2 separate regions of the Mus musculus genome follow, and region 2 is linked to region 1. The links are chromatin contacts, called in public HiChIP or PLAC-seq maps. All regions are on one chromosome and are shown on one strand. The core of a region is the stretch at or near the end of the contact, and the rest is flanking DNA. Distances in the headings are between cores, read along the strand shown.

Region 1 (2,722 bases), core at 6-2,505:
ACAGCCACACAACAGGTTTAGATCCCTGTAATTGACTGGCCTCTCAAAACAGGCTGAAACAGGGGGGTGGGGTGAAATTAAATTACATCTTAATGAACTGTTGCATGGCTGCCAAATCTAGCTTTGAAACAAATGAAGCTTTGAAACAAAATTACCTTCAAAAATAGCAATTTGAAGCCACATGGAGTGAGGCACACTTCTAGCCCCAGCACTGTAAAGGCCGAGGCAGGCAGATAGCAAGATTAAGGCTGGTTTAAGCTATAGAACGAGAGCTAGACCAGCTTGGACTACATAGTGAGACATTATTTCAAATAAATACATAAATAAAGTCATTAATTAATTAGACAACAGTTTTAGTACCATATTCCCTAAAAAGGTATATCGTGTATATAGATTAAAAACAAAAACAAACAAACAAAAAACCAAATGCTTAATTCCAGTCAGCCGGGTGCATACCAAAGGCCTAATGTATAAGGCCAGATACAAATGCGCCAATCATCAGCCTTAGGAAATCTCCTTCGTAACAGAGAACACAAATGAACAACAGTTCTCATCTTTTAGATCTGTCTCTGCTGGACGGGGTGGCACACACCTGTAAACCCAGCATCCTGGAGGCTGAGGCAGGAGTTTCAACAGCTCCAAACTAGTCTGGAGCTCCAAGGCCAGATCGACACCCCACCCCCAATCTGTTTTACTTCTATTCCCTTAGAGGGTGAGTGTATATAATTCCCAGATTCTCAGGAAAATTTAATACTGAAAGACCTTTTTTTAAAAAGCAATACTGTACTTCCAAATAACTGTTCAACAGTCTAACAAAGGATAGCTGAGGGATATGGGGAGGGAGAGCCTTAATTAATCTCTCACACTAAGGGATCCAGAGGAGGCTGGAGGAGTTTTAGGAATAGAAGACTCCAGGTATGATCAAGTATGCTTCAAGGCTGTGTCCTCAGCGGCTGCACGGAAAGCAGACGCAGACAGGACTGCGTGGAAGAGACAAGCCCGGCAGAGTTAAACAATAGAGGATTACGACCACCCGCAGGTACTGGGTAAACCAAACAGCCTCTGTGAACAGCTTTGAGGGGCCCAGATGAAAGGACCTGGCTCTGCTGGAAAAGCAGCAGCCCGCCCTGCTTGTTCCACAGCACTCTGCAAGACTGCCCTGCTCCGTGCGCCCTGAGCGATTCTCACCTCGGTGACAGCGGCCTCCGCTGCAGATGCCCGGGGATGGCTGAGAAGCGGGAGGACGCCGACGTGGCGGGAGGACAAGGCGAGTGGGTGCCACGTCACCCGGGCGGTGGCTCAGACCCGCCTGCCTCCCGCTGATGTCCCCTCCTCTCCCCTCCCCTTCCCTCCCCTCCCCTCCCCTCCTCAGCCCGCCCAGCGCGCTCCTCCCGCCGCCGCCCCACAGGATCGCGTGCTCGCTCGCCCGCCCGCCCGCCGCAATCGGAGAACCCCTCAAATCGGGGGATGCCGCGGGGCTCGGTGTCCCCCGCAAGACGAAGGACAAAAGTTCCTCAGCTGACAGGCGAGGGCTCTGCCCATGCGCCTAACGGCCCTCCTTTCTGGACTACGCTTTCCAGAAGCCTCCGCGATGACTCCGTGTGTGATCACGTTATGAAGTTTGGCTCTGAGTACCTCACTGTTGAGCGCTGCGCTGCTTCCCTAAGGCCTGATCTTTAAGGGGATGATTGAACAAGCAATGGGCACCCTGCGGAGTTAGACAGAAGGCCGTCAGAGGGTGCGCAGTGTGTACGGTGGGGTAGCTTAAATACTTGAAGTTTACATCCAAGGAGCTTGCAATTTTGTCTTAGGATTACTACCTTTCAAAACTATGTAAACGATAACACGAAACGCGAGAAACTAAAAAAATATGTACAGTATATATAAACCAAAAGAATACACCAAGTAAAGTGCCCTACATGTTAGTCCCCGCCTCCCCCTGGCCAAATTTTTAAAGTTGTATCCTACCGATGCAGAATGCCATTCTTATCCTCTCACTAAGAACGATGTCCTGAATATGTAAAACAACTTGTATATGTCCTTGGCCATAACTTTAGTCCGCACTGTACTAACCTTAGAAATATGGAAATATTACATTCTTCATACGAAAGTTACAATTTTTACACATAAATGTATACATATAGCATATATGGTGCCAGAGCTTTTAAGATCAACGACTGAGCCCCGGGCAGCCATAAGGACTCAGACTCATTGACTGGTCCTCAAAAGGCCAACTTAAGAGACAAGGGGACCAAACAGCCTGCAAGGTTCAGGATAAAGGTATTGTTGGCACAGAAACACAGCTCTTGCCTCTAAGGGGATAACTCTAAGGGGTTATTGTGAACTGAACATAATGATGGTCCTGGAACATAGACTTAGGGCACCCCAAATTTCCTTTTCCAACGTGCAAGCTGCTTCCCGGGGCTGTTTTATTTTGTGTATATGGGTTTGGGCCTGCATGTCTGTGTATCATGTGGGAGACATGCATGATGAAGCCAGAAGGGGGCATCTGATCCCTTGGAACTGGAGTGACGATCAGTCGTGAGCCATAATGTGGCACTGGGAAATGAACCCCTGGTCCTCTGGAAGTGGACCCAGCACTCGTCACCTCTGCCCCATCTCTTTGGTCCCTTCACAGAGCCTTCAGAGTAATAGAACAGAAGAAGTCATCAATGAGGACACTCACACACACTGGCGGAAACAATAGATGGGCAGGGTAAAA
Region 2 (2,747 bases), core at 40-2,539, 2.0 Mb after region 1:
AATGGCACGCACTAGGCTGTAGAGCAGCGGCACGGACAGCGCCATGGTAAGGCGAAAGCCCGTGGTGCCAAAGGGCGCGCGCAGCTCGATGAGGTCCAGGATGGATGTGCCCAGGATGAGCACCACCTTAGGGGTGAAAGCGATGGAGTAGATGAGCCAGGCCAGGTACGCAAAAGCGAACTCGCCCGCTGCCCCAGTCGTCCCCGGCCCGGCTCCGGAGCCTCCAGAACCTCCTCGGCCCCCGCGAGCCTTGGCCCCGGCCCCCGCCGACGCCGCTGCGGATAGGTGCAGAGGCGGAGCCGAGTGGTGGTGGAGCTGGTGGTGGTTGTGCATGCTGTTCGCTGGGCCGCCCCGACGGCCCCGGCTGTTCTTGGCGAAGAAGATGGCCCAGCCCACCACCACCACGAGGTCGGTGGCGATCCAAGAGCACCAGTACAGGTCAGTGACTGCAATGAGGTACAGGTCCAGCAGACCGCCCTGCGCCAGCAGCAGCACCACAGACAGCGCCTGGTAGCCCCAGCGGCAGCCGGGGCTTGGCGAGCAGCCCCGGCGCCGACCCCTACGGCCGGAGCGAGTGGGGCGGCCGCAGCAGCAACAGCAGCACGAGCAGCAGGAGGCGGCGCCGCCGGTCCCGGTGCCGCCTGCGCCCACCGCCGAGCGGCTCCCGGGGCCCCCGACGGTGCCGGCCGCGGCGCCCGCGCCGAAGTCCGCGGCGGTCATGCTGCAGGAAGAGGTGGGCGTGGAAGTGGAGGAGGCGGCGGCGGGCGCGGTGGCGGAGACTGGGACGCCCCCCTGAGCTGGGGGCCCGGGGAGCGCGGCGGCGGCGGGCACCAGTGGCTTGCTGATGCTAATGCTCTCGTCGTCGTCCTCTCGCTCCGCGCCTGTGCTGCTGCTCGGGGAGCCGCCGCCTCCGCCGCGTCTGCCGCCGCACCCCCCGCGGCTGGTGCTGGTGCTGGTGCTGCTGTCGCCCGAGCCTCTCCGGCCGCGGGAGGAGCCCCCCCGGAGGAAGAGGGGCTGTAGCCGGGCTGCGGCGGGGGGCGGCGGAAAGGAGGCGGGCGCGGACGAGAGCGCGCGAGGGTGGCCCAGCGCCGGGTGCATTGTCCTCGGAGGGGCTCCAGGGGCTGCCCGGCCGCTCTCTCCCCGTCAACCTCGGGCTGACGAGGCGGCAGAGGGGAACCCGGGCCAGCCGCTGCCGCCTCCTCGCCAGCTGCTGGAACTCGCACCCGGGTCGGGAGGCAGAGAGATCCGGACTGGAGCGGCCGGACTGGGCGAGTGAAGCCGCGGGTGGCTGAGCTGGGGGAGCGCGGGGGAGCCGAGCAGACCGCCGGGACCGGAGAGGCGGGGGCGGAGGAGGGGAGCGAGCCCAGCAGGCAGCAGAAGGAGCTGGCAGCGGGGAAACCAGGACTGGATTCGAGGGAGAGAGGAGGCGAGAATAGAGGAGGAGAAAGCCTGGCTGGCTGGATCAGCAGGAAGGAAAGGAGGGAGAACTGAGGTGCCGGAGTAGAGTTGAAAGCGTATCAGGCCAGGCGGGATAGGAACATGAAGTCTCTAGCTCCACAGCCCTAAGGGCTGAACCTGAACTGCTGGGTGGCCTTGGTCTCAGTGTAGACCACAACTTCGTGCTTCCAAGCACCACTGTCCTTTCTTGCCTATCAGGAGGAAGCGCAAGCCAACTTCTCCTCTGTGCGCCAACGACCATTCTGCCATCTCCTTCCGTAAAGGCCCTGAGAACTCAATGGAAGTGATTAAAAAGTTAAATAAAAAAAGAACCAGAAAGAGCTCGGGGATGGTGTATCTCAATTGGTAGAATGACCCGCCTTGTATGCATCCAGTCCTGGGTTCCAACCCACCACCAGAAACCAAACCAAACAAACACCACCCCCAATTCTATTATTCAGAAGGAGCACTCCCAACCAAGTACTGCATTTTCACACATCCAAAGCTGTCCTCCCCTCGGAGATCTTCAGTTTCCAGTTAATGAAAAGGCTCCCTGAATATAATTGCTGAGAAGAGGGCTTAGGAAGAGGGTGGGGTGCAAATACCACTGTCTAGTCCTGGGGTAGGGGAGGCCAGGGCCAGGGCAGGAAGCCACTCTGGAGACCTGGGGTGGGGCAGTTGCTTGCTTAGCCAGGCTCATCTTTGGTATTCTGAAAGGTTTGTACCTAGCTTGCATGCAGCGCGGAGGGGTTCCTCCCCATCACCCCACATCTGATTCCAGGTCTGAGGAGGTCGAGCAGAAGGCTCAGAAATCCAAAGTCACCATTGACTACATAGCAAGTTTGAGGCCAGCTTTGGGTTATGTGAGACCCTGTCATCAAAAAAAAAAAAAAAAAGCTAAAGCAGGAGATGAAATAACAGGAAAATATGTCTGACCAAGAAAGGGGGTGGGGGGATCTTTAGAGGTATGGAAGCATGCAAAAGAATAAACTCCAGCAGAGCCTGGTGTCACAAGCCAGCTCCTCTGTAACCCCAGGTACTCAGGAACCTGAAACAGGAGCTTTGAAGGTTCAAGGCCAGCCTTGCCCATTCCGGTCCATGGGCTGAGTCTGCCTAGGGGCTGCCCTCCCCCTTCCAACCCCACTGGTAGGAGTCCTGAAGGGCAGGAGGTAAAGTCCTGCTTTTAGAGGTAGAGGAGAAGAAAACTACAATAGCATTTGGGGCTCGAGAAGGTTCTGGGGCTTCTGTGTAATTCACTCCCAGTCCATAGGAACAAGTTAGGAGCTTGCCCTCGTCTTCCTCCTCCTCCT

The links. HiChIP or PLAC-seq counts read pairs in DNA pulled down with a chosen protein or histone mark.
Region 2: a contact with region 1 is called in an H3K4me3 HiChIP or PLAC-seq map of embryonic forebrain, with 9 times the contacts expected there. The contact joins the promoter of Tmem121b here to the promoter of Zfp9 in region 1. A contact is called at or near these places in 1 of 39 promoter capture datasets (hippocampal neurons) and 2 of 115 datasets of contacts at active chromatin or transcription factors (astrocytes and embryonic forebrain).

Annotation. Positions count from the first base shown.
Region 1 is chr6:118,478,018-118,480,739 of GRCm38.p6, forward strand. It overlaps Zfp9 (zinc finger protein 9), which reads right to left and starts at 1,256. Exons shown (of 6, transcript NM_011763.2): 1 at 1,189-1,256.
Region 2 is chr6:120,492,657-120,495,403 of GRCm38.p6, forward strand. Tmem121b (transmembrane protein 121B) reads right to left here and starts at 1,290. Exons shown (of 1, transcript NM_033567.2): 1 at 1-1,290. The coding sequence starts at 1,098.